Regions from separate parts of the Bombyx mori genome. Here region 2 is linked to region 1. The links are chromatin contacts, called in public Hi-C maps. All regions are on one chromosome and are shown on one strand. Each heading gives the region's core, a stretch centred on a gene start, on an enhancer-like site or on the middle of the called end of the contact. The rest is flanking DNA. Distances are from core to core; before and after follow the strand shown. Region 1 has its middle 6.3 kb from the start of LOC101735692. Region 2 holds the start of LOC101735419.

Evidence for each region. A called contact is a pair of places that touch in the nucleus more often than the background predicts.
Region 2: a Hi-C map of posterior silk gland shows a contact between it and region 1, with 1.7 times the contacts expected there. The contact joins the promoter of LOC101735419 here to the enhancer-like site in region 1. A contact is called at or near these places in 2 of 7 Hi-C or Micro-C datasets (middle silk gland and posterior silk gland).

Annotation. Positions count from the first base shown.
Region 1 is chr27:9,668,568-9,672,284 of ASM3026992v2, reverse strand. No RefSeq gene overlaps it. Among protein-coding and RNA genes, the nearest start is that of LOC101735692, 6.3 kb to the left of the region's middle. Within about 2 kb of position 2,389, at least 1 of the 8 cell types and tissues checked has open chromatin away from gene starts, as enhancers often do.
Region 2 is chr27:9,716,241-9,719,937 of ASM3026992v2, reverse strand. It overlaps LOC101735419, which reads right to left and starts at 1,500. Exons shown (of 4, transcript XM_062676664.1): 1 at 1,477-1,500; 2 at 1-86. The coding sequence starts at 43.

The sequences.
Region 1 (3,717 bases), core at 1,140-3,639:
TTGCACAAAGTGGGAATGAGTTGCTCGCTCCGGGCATTTCAATATTGTGATAATTGTTATGTTATAATTACTTATTGTAAAAATGAATATTTAAATAAAATGTAATATTTAAAAAAAATTATCTAATATTTCAAAAAAAAAAAAAAGACATGCCCGCTGAGTTTCTTGCCAATTCTTCTCAGGACGGAGGCTAATTCTTGTGAATTGGCGGTAGTTCTTTTGACGTTCAATAAGTATGTACTTTCATTTATGTTGAATAAAACTTTTTTGATTTGATTTGATTTGATTTGAAATCGGTAATCGAAAAAAGCAAATTTTACAGGAAAAATGATTTACTGTTTTTCTTGAATAACTTTCTAACAACTGGGACTATTACGGTCATTGATACAGCAAATGAAAGCTAATTTTTTATGAAATACTATTTTGCCATATGATTTAAATTATATGCTTCCTGTTGGCTGCAATATGAAAATTATTTTTTACAGTATCGAGAAAAGTTTCATTGTTCTGTACCTAATAGTAACTTACGGAATTATTGTGGTAAATTTAAGAGCTTGTGTGAAAAGTGTTGAATTGTAACAACACGCTATTGACTTTTATAACGTTAATTATTATTATAGCTAGTGAACGTAATATATCGTAACCGAGTTATTATAGTAATTATTATTTTCTATATCCAAGAAATACCGTATAGATAAAATACAGTACTGAATAGAAAATTAAACAACAACTTTTTCATAATACCGTTCAAAACAAAAAGACCTTTAAAAAATAATAAATCAAGGTTTTTACTTGAAATAAATTTATAATCATGAATTTAATCATAAATATTATACATATTGTATTAAAACATATTTTATATTTAATTTAAATTTAAATTATATTTATGATATTTAAATACACTGTACACAAATTATAGCCATAATCTATACTAATATATAAATCTACAGTGGTTTTTACGGATGTTCCGCTATAACTACTGAACCATGCATCCGATCGACTTGAAACTTGGTATCCATGTAGAAAATACATGCGTTTAATGGATAGGCTAATATTTATATGAGTGTTGGACTCCCTACACCAGTTACGGGGGCGTTAATGATGAGAATCTTTGTGGGGGTGAGAAATAATGTTAATTTTAAATGCCCAGCGAAGCGGACGAGTACAGCTAGTCAACTATACAAATGGAATGTAAGAAACACTCATTGAAAATTGAATGAGATGAATAGTTGATTAAACAAAATCAATGCGAAATTCTAAATAAAAAGCAATAGAAACATACATTGAAATCAACAATTATCCTTGACATTTTTGTCTGTTGTTTCCGCATTTTCAGTAAATGCTAACGAATCATAAAAGGAATGATAAAATCGTGGGATAGCGCCACTTTTACATACACTCATTAGATATATGTGTAAAGCTTTGGTGATTAGAATGGGCTGGTGGTAGGCTTGTTGCAACTCAATATTATTACCTGGAACTGTAGGTGTAACATGTGTTCATTTACATCCTCGCTGTCTAATATTTAAAGTAGATTGTGGATTAGTATCAAGTTCGGGATATGCGTCTTCAAAATTGTATTTAAAAAAACAGTTTATTTTTCTGCAAATGTGTCGCTTTAACCCCCATTACATCCACCCAGTGAATTATCTCTCAATTTTTATCTCGCCACCAATTATTAGGTTGTTTATTGTCGTAGATATCGGATTGTTCAAATTCTTTATCACAATACTTTTCGCCAGTTACTTTAGAGTTCATAATAACGTCATATTTGACGTTGGTCGGGAGTTTATACCACTTTATTCTTTAAATTTGGAAAATGTGCAATAGGCTAAGAAAACAAGGCTGTAGAAAACAAGGGAAATAAGTATGCAAGAAGTACGAAAGGCTGTACAAGATATGAAGAATGGAAAATCTACTGGACCAGATGGTATCCCAATAGAAGTGTGGAAGTTTCTGAAAGTGGATGGATGAACGTGGCTGACTTTGTTCTTGAATAAATTGTTCCAAGAAGAGGCCATGCCTGACGAGTGGTGCAAAAGTTCACTTGTACCTGTATTTAAGAACAAAGGTGACATACAGGTATGCGACAATTATAGGGTAATAAAGCTCATGTCACATAGTACGAAAGCTTGGGAGAAAGTAATAGCGAGCAGAATGAGAGAAGAGAGTGAAGTATCACAGAATCAGTTCGGGTTCATGCACATGGTGTTTGTTGATTTGGAAAAAGCGTTTGATTGGGTTTTCCGTAAGGTTCTGTGGTGAAACATGAAAGTGAGAGGGGTGCCAGGGAAATACCAGCGGCTTATTCGAGCTACGCACGGTAGAACCAGTACGTACGTATGCTCCGCTGGCGATACCAACGAGTTCAGTGTGGTGGTAGGCTTACCCCAGGGATCATTTTTAAGCCCTTACCTGTTCATCCTAATAATGTATGCTCTAACAACGGACATACAGGAAGAGGCGCCTTGGTGTATGCTGTTTGTTAACGAAATTGTTCTCGTTGGAGAGGAAAGGCCTGAGGCATGGATGAGACTGGCAAAATAGAAAGAAAGGTTGGAAAACGTGGGTATGAAGATCAGTCGAACAAAAACCAAGCACATGTTTTGTGATTTTGGTGGTTCTTCAGACTTCACGCCAATCGCCTTAGATGGTGTATCCCTCCCAGTCTGCTCCGACTTCAAGTACCTCGGCTCTATACTCCAGAACGACGGAAACATAGACCGGAACGTAGCAAAACCGAATAAGCGCTGGTTGGGTGAAATTGCGACAGGTCTCTGTAACAGCATGCGATCGTAGAATGCCCTTTCAGCTCAAGGGAAAAATTTACAAATCGATCATTAGACCTGTCGTGCTGTATGGACCTGAATGCTGGGCGACGAAAGTAAAGCATGAAAGAGGAATGCATGCGACAGAGATGCGAATGTTGAGATGAATGTGTGGAGTGACAAGAATGGAGAAGATAAAGAACGAGTACATCAGAGGAAGTGTGAAAGTAGCCCCGGTAATCAACAAATTAAAGAGCGGACGGTTAGCGTGGTATGGACATGTGATGTGTAGAGAGGAGATGCATGTGACTAGAAGATGTATGGAAATGGTAGTGCAAGGTAGAGGGGGAAGAGGTCGACCGAAGAAGACATGGATGGAGTGTGTGAATGACGATATGGGAGAGAGAGGAGTTAGTATTTTTTTTTAGTGCTTAGATGGGTGGACGAGCTCACAGCCCACCTGGTGTTAAGTGATTACTGGAGCCCAAGGACATTCTCAACGTAAATGCGCCACCCACCTTGAGATATAAGTTCTAAGGTCGGTGAGATGACGGCTGATAGAAGAGAATGGAATAGAAAAATTAGCCGTGCCGACCCTACCTAGTGGGATAAGGTGGAAAAAATAATACATAAATACACTTATAAATAAATAGGTAAGTAAATATTAATAAATAAGAGCACCGATTTACATGTCATTTGCCGTCAAATCCAAATTGCGACTGTTTATTACAAATTATCGGATGATAAAGTAAACATAATATTGAATATTAAAAAAATTAAAATAAAGGAAAATTATAATAAAAATTCACAATATGTATTACGACCCATAGATTACGAGTCACCCCCGATTACTCTCTTTAGTCAATCCATACCCTGGGCCAGGAAGGTCAAGTACCTGGGCGTTACCCTGGATGCATCGATGACATTCCGCCCGCATATAAAATCAGTC
Region 2 (3,697 bases), core at 251-2,750, 49 kb before region 1:
TGAATCCATCCGTCGATGAGGCGGGGGCGAGGTCGACCTCCATGTCCGAGTCAGAGTCGGAGCACGAGGAGGCGGGTGCAGGCGACCTACGAGCAAGTGTAGGTGTTTTAGAGGGCGCGACGGAGGCCGCGGATGATCGCTCAGCTGAAACGATGGTCACGGCGGACGACGCAGCAGCTTTTCTCGCCAGTATAGGCGACACGGGAGCGGCAGGCACGACAGAGGCTGCGGTGCTCAATGCAGAAGCTCTGCACGCAGGTACAGGCGACGCAGGAGCAGCGAGCGCGGCGGAGTCCTCGAGAGGGCTCGCAGTGTGATTGGCCTTGAAGGCCAAAAACTCCGAGGCGAGCTGTGGGTGGCGAAGTCGGAGGAATTCCGCGAATACAGCGTCCATGATCGCTGAGTACCCAGGTGGGGCGGCCCCGGGTCTTGAAAACACTCGCCTTGCGGCGAGGCCCCAACTTCTCGGACCTGAGCGGTTCTATTGAACACAGGTGGCAATGCGGCGCGATTACTACAGGACAAAGAAAAAGCACAACAAAACAGAAATTACGAAAAGAAACAAAACAAATAAATACTTGCAGGAAACCACTTTGTCGGCAGATGTACCACGAACACAGAAACAACAAAAGGAAACAAAACAAATAAAAACTTCCAGAAAGAGCACTTAGTCGGCAGATGTACCACAAACACAGGCCGCGCGAACAATGGCCGGGCTAACAAAAGCCGGGCGAACAAAGACCGGGCGATCGAGTGGACGATGAGCACGTCCGCACGTGACGGGTGCCTCTATCGGAATGTGGTGTAGTTGAATCCTGTCTAAGATATGGAATAATTTTCTGGGGAAACTCAACGCAAAAAGATCAAGTTTTTAAGGCACAAAAAAGGTGTTTAAGGTCTATGTTTGGATTGGCAATAGCCGACAGCTGCAAGCCATATTTTGCAAAGCATAAACTTTTTACCCTTCCTTGTCTATATATATACGAAGTTGCATCTTTTGTTAAAACTTGTCCCAATAGATTCACTAAGATGTCTAATGTGGCAAACAGAAATCGACGCGACGATAAGCTATGTTTTCCAAAAACCAAAACTACATTAAAGAATAATAGTATACTAGGTATGAGCGTTAGGATATTTAATAAACTACCGAAGAAATTAAGAGACTTAGATGATTTTAATTTAAAAAAAAACCTAAAAGGTAATCTTATTAGTGAAAATTATTACCACATAAATGATTTTCTTAGGGATGACATTGAAAATAAATGGATTTTTTATTATTAGTTGAATTATGGATGAATGAATGGTAAATTATATAATATTGTAACTATGCACTGCACTAAAACTCGCATGTCAAATAATGACAAAGCATACACGCTGCTTTTAATTTATGTAATAACTCATTTTCACTATGCTTGGCGAATAAATGATTTCTTTCTTTCTTTCTTAAATATAATGCAAAATAAAGTTCGAACTCACTTGTTTTGTGAACGGAGTTACTGAGCACATAGTCACCGAACGAATGATAAGTTTTAAAACAGATTCTGTTTGTGTAAAAAAATTGTCAAAGCGTGTAAATTTACATTTTAATTTAATATACCATACATCAATAAATCTTCCATTTATCGCCACATTTGCATTTGAATTACAGTTGTGTAAATTATGCGAGTTAAAACCTTTTGTTTATTGAAGAAAAGTACAAATTGTTTGTTTATTAAATCGCTTTTGTTCTAAATGAATGATTGTTGGCAGACTCTTGATATATTTATGTCTATCTAGCAGAGCTTAGTTGTCTGAAAATGGTTCTAGGTTTTTAATGCTTTTTTTTTTCCTATGCTGATAGCCTTGAGAGGCTATTTCAGCTTCACCCTAACGTATAGGTGAGCTCACGTGGCTCAAACCGGAGTGTTGCTAACACTGGCCCTAGCAAGAGTCGTGCTTCGCAGAGTCTACCGCCGGATCGGAAACGCGACCCACTGAGAAGATCCGACGAGACACTCAGTGGGCTGTGTCTATGGGTTAATTCGCTTGTCGAGCCCTTAGTCGCAAGAGACGGGTTCGACGAGGACGGTGACCGGGGACTTTTTTATGCGAAAGTCGTTTGGTTGTATTATTTATTATCTGGCACGTTTTCTGCGATTCGGTTCTGAGAAAAGTAGCTTAAATTTATTATTACTTTATTGTTATTATTGAGATTACATTTAAATTATGGTGAATGTTAAATTAGTGACCGCTTCGATGATGGAAGTTCATTGTACAGAGATGACGAGGGACTAATAAAGTCACTTTGTAAAAGCACACAGGCAAAACCAGGGAACCGCGCACGTCTGTTCAGTGGAAAAGCCTTGAAACAAATTCACTGAATAAACAAGGTAGGCACGGATGTTCAAATTTAAAATTCACCGCGATAGTAACTAAACGCAGCCAAGGGAAAAATAACACGTTGTTAAATTCTCAAAGTAAATTTATAATTCATATATTTGTAGGTATAAGACAAAGGGAGGATCTTCCAGCGACCGAATGTTGTTGTTCGGAACTCGTGTATATGCAAGCTTATTGAAAATGTCATAAGCGAGATTCATGCATTTGTCAAATATCTCGTGTTGTATGATGACTACCGCCATAATATAAAAATAAAAAGTATATACCTATATATAGATTTCTAATAAGGATATATAGTAATCATTCCTTGGGCGGTAGTCGACTACTGTAAGTGCATCTTGTAGAAACCGGCAAGACAGCGTGAAAAAGCTTTTCTCTCTCCGCATCAAGCTGAGGACCGAGAAAGGGGTCTCGTCCTAATTCTGGTCTCCTTCCTAGGCCAGTCTAAGGATCGGCAGAGAGACCCATGAAGACGACGTGTAGGCGGTTATTTTTTTTTAATTTTTTTTATTGCCTTTTTAGGCAGATGAGCGTACGGCCCACCTGATGGTCTTGAGAAAGGATTGGGGTCAAAGTGAAATAGCTCTATTTGGTTTTTCATTAAACATGTAATTCTAAAACTAAATTATTCTATAAGTTACAGAAGCCATTATAGTCGATATCTATTCTTCTATACTAATATATAAATCTACAGTGGTTATGTATGTTCGGTTATAACTATTGAACCGTGCATCCGATTGACTTGAAACTTGGTATACATGTAGAAAATACATGTAATTAATGGATAGGCTAATATTTATATGAGTGCTGGACTCCCTACACCAGTTGCGGGGGCGTTAACGATGAGAATCTTTGTGGGGGTGAGAAATAATAATGTTAATTTTAAATGCCCAGCGAAGCGGATGGGTACAGTTATTTATTATTGTATACGTTACAGAAGCCATTACCGTAAGTAAATAGCCATATAGTAAGCCATATAGTAAGCCATATAGTAAGTTCCATGTTCTTTTCAAGCTGTAAACAGTGGGTCAAGTCAAAAATAAATGGTTTTTTGTTGCTTAAACGTCCTCCAGGCGAGGGCTATAATAGTACTACGCTATTGTGATCGTTCTTGGGTCACGCATTTTACTTCGGGCCAGGTTAGCCCGATTATCATCATCTCTGTCGTCTGAATTGGACCACCTACTTTCCATTTGCTCTGTGGGGGGTCCACTCTAGGGCTTGTTACAGAAAGCGTTTGAGCTTTCTTTTATATGAGAGTGTGGCCTCCTCTTTGCCGCGATAATCCTCAATGCTGAGGGTCGTGGCCTCTTCTAAC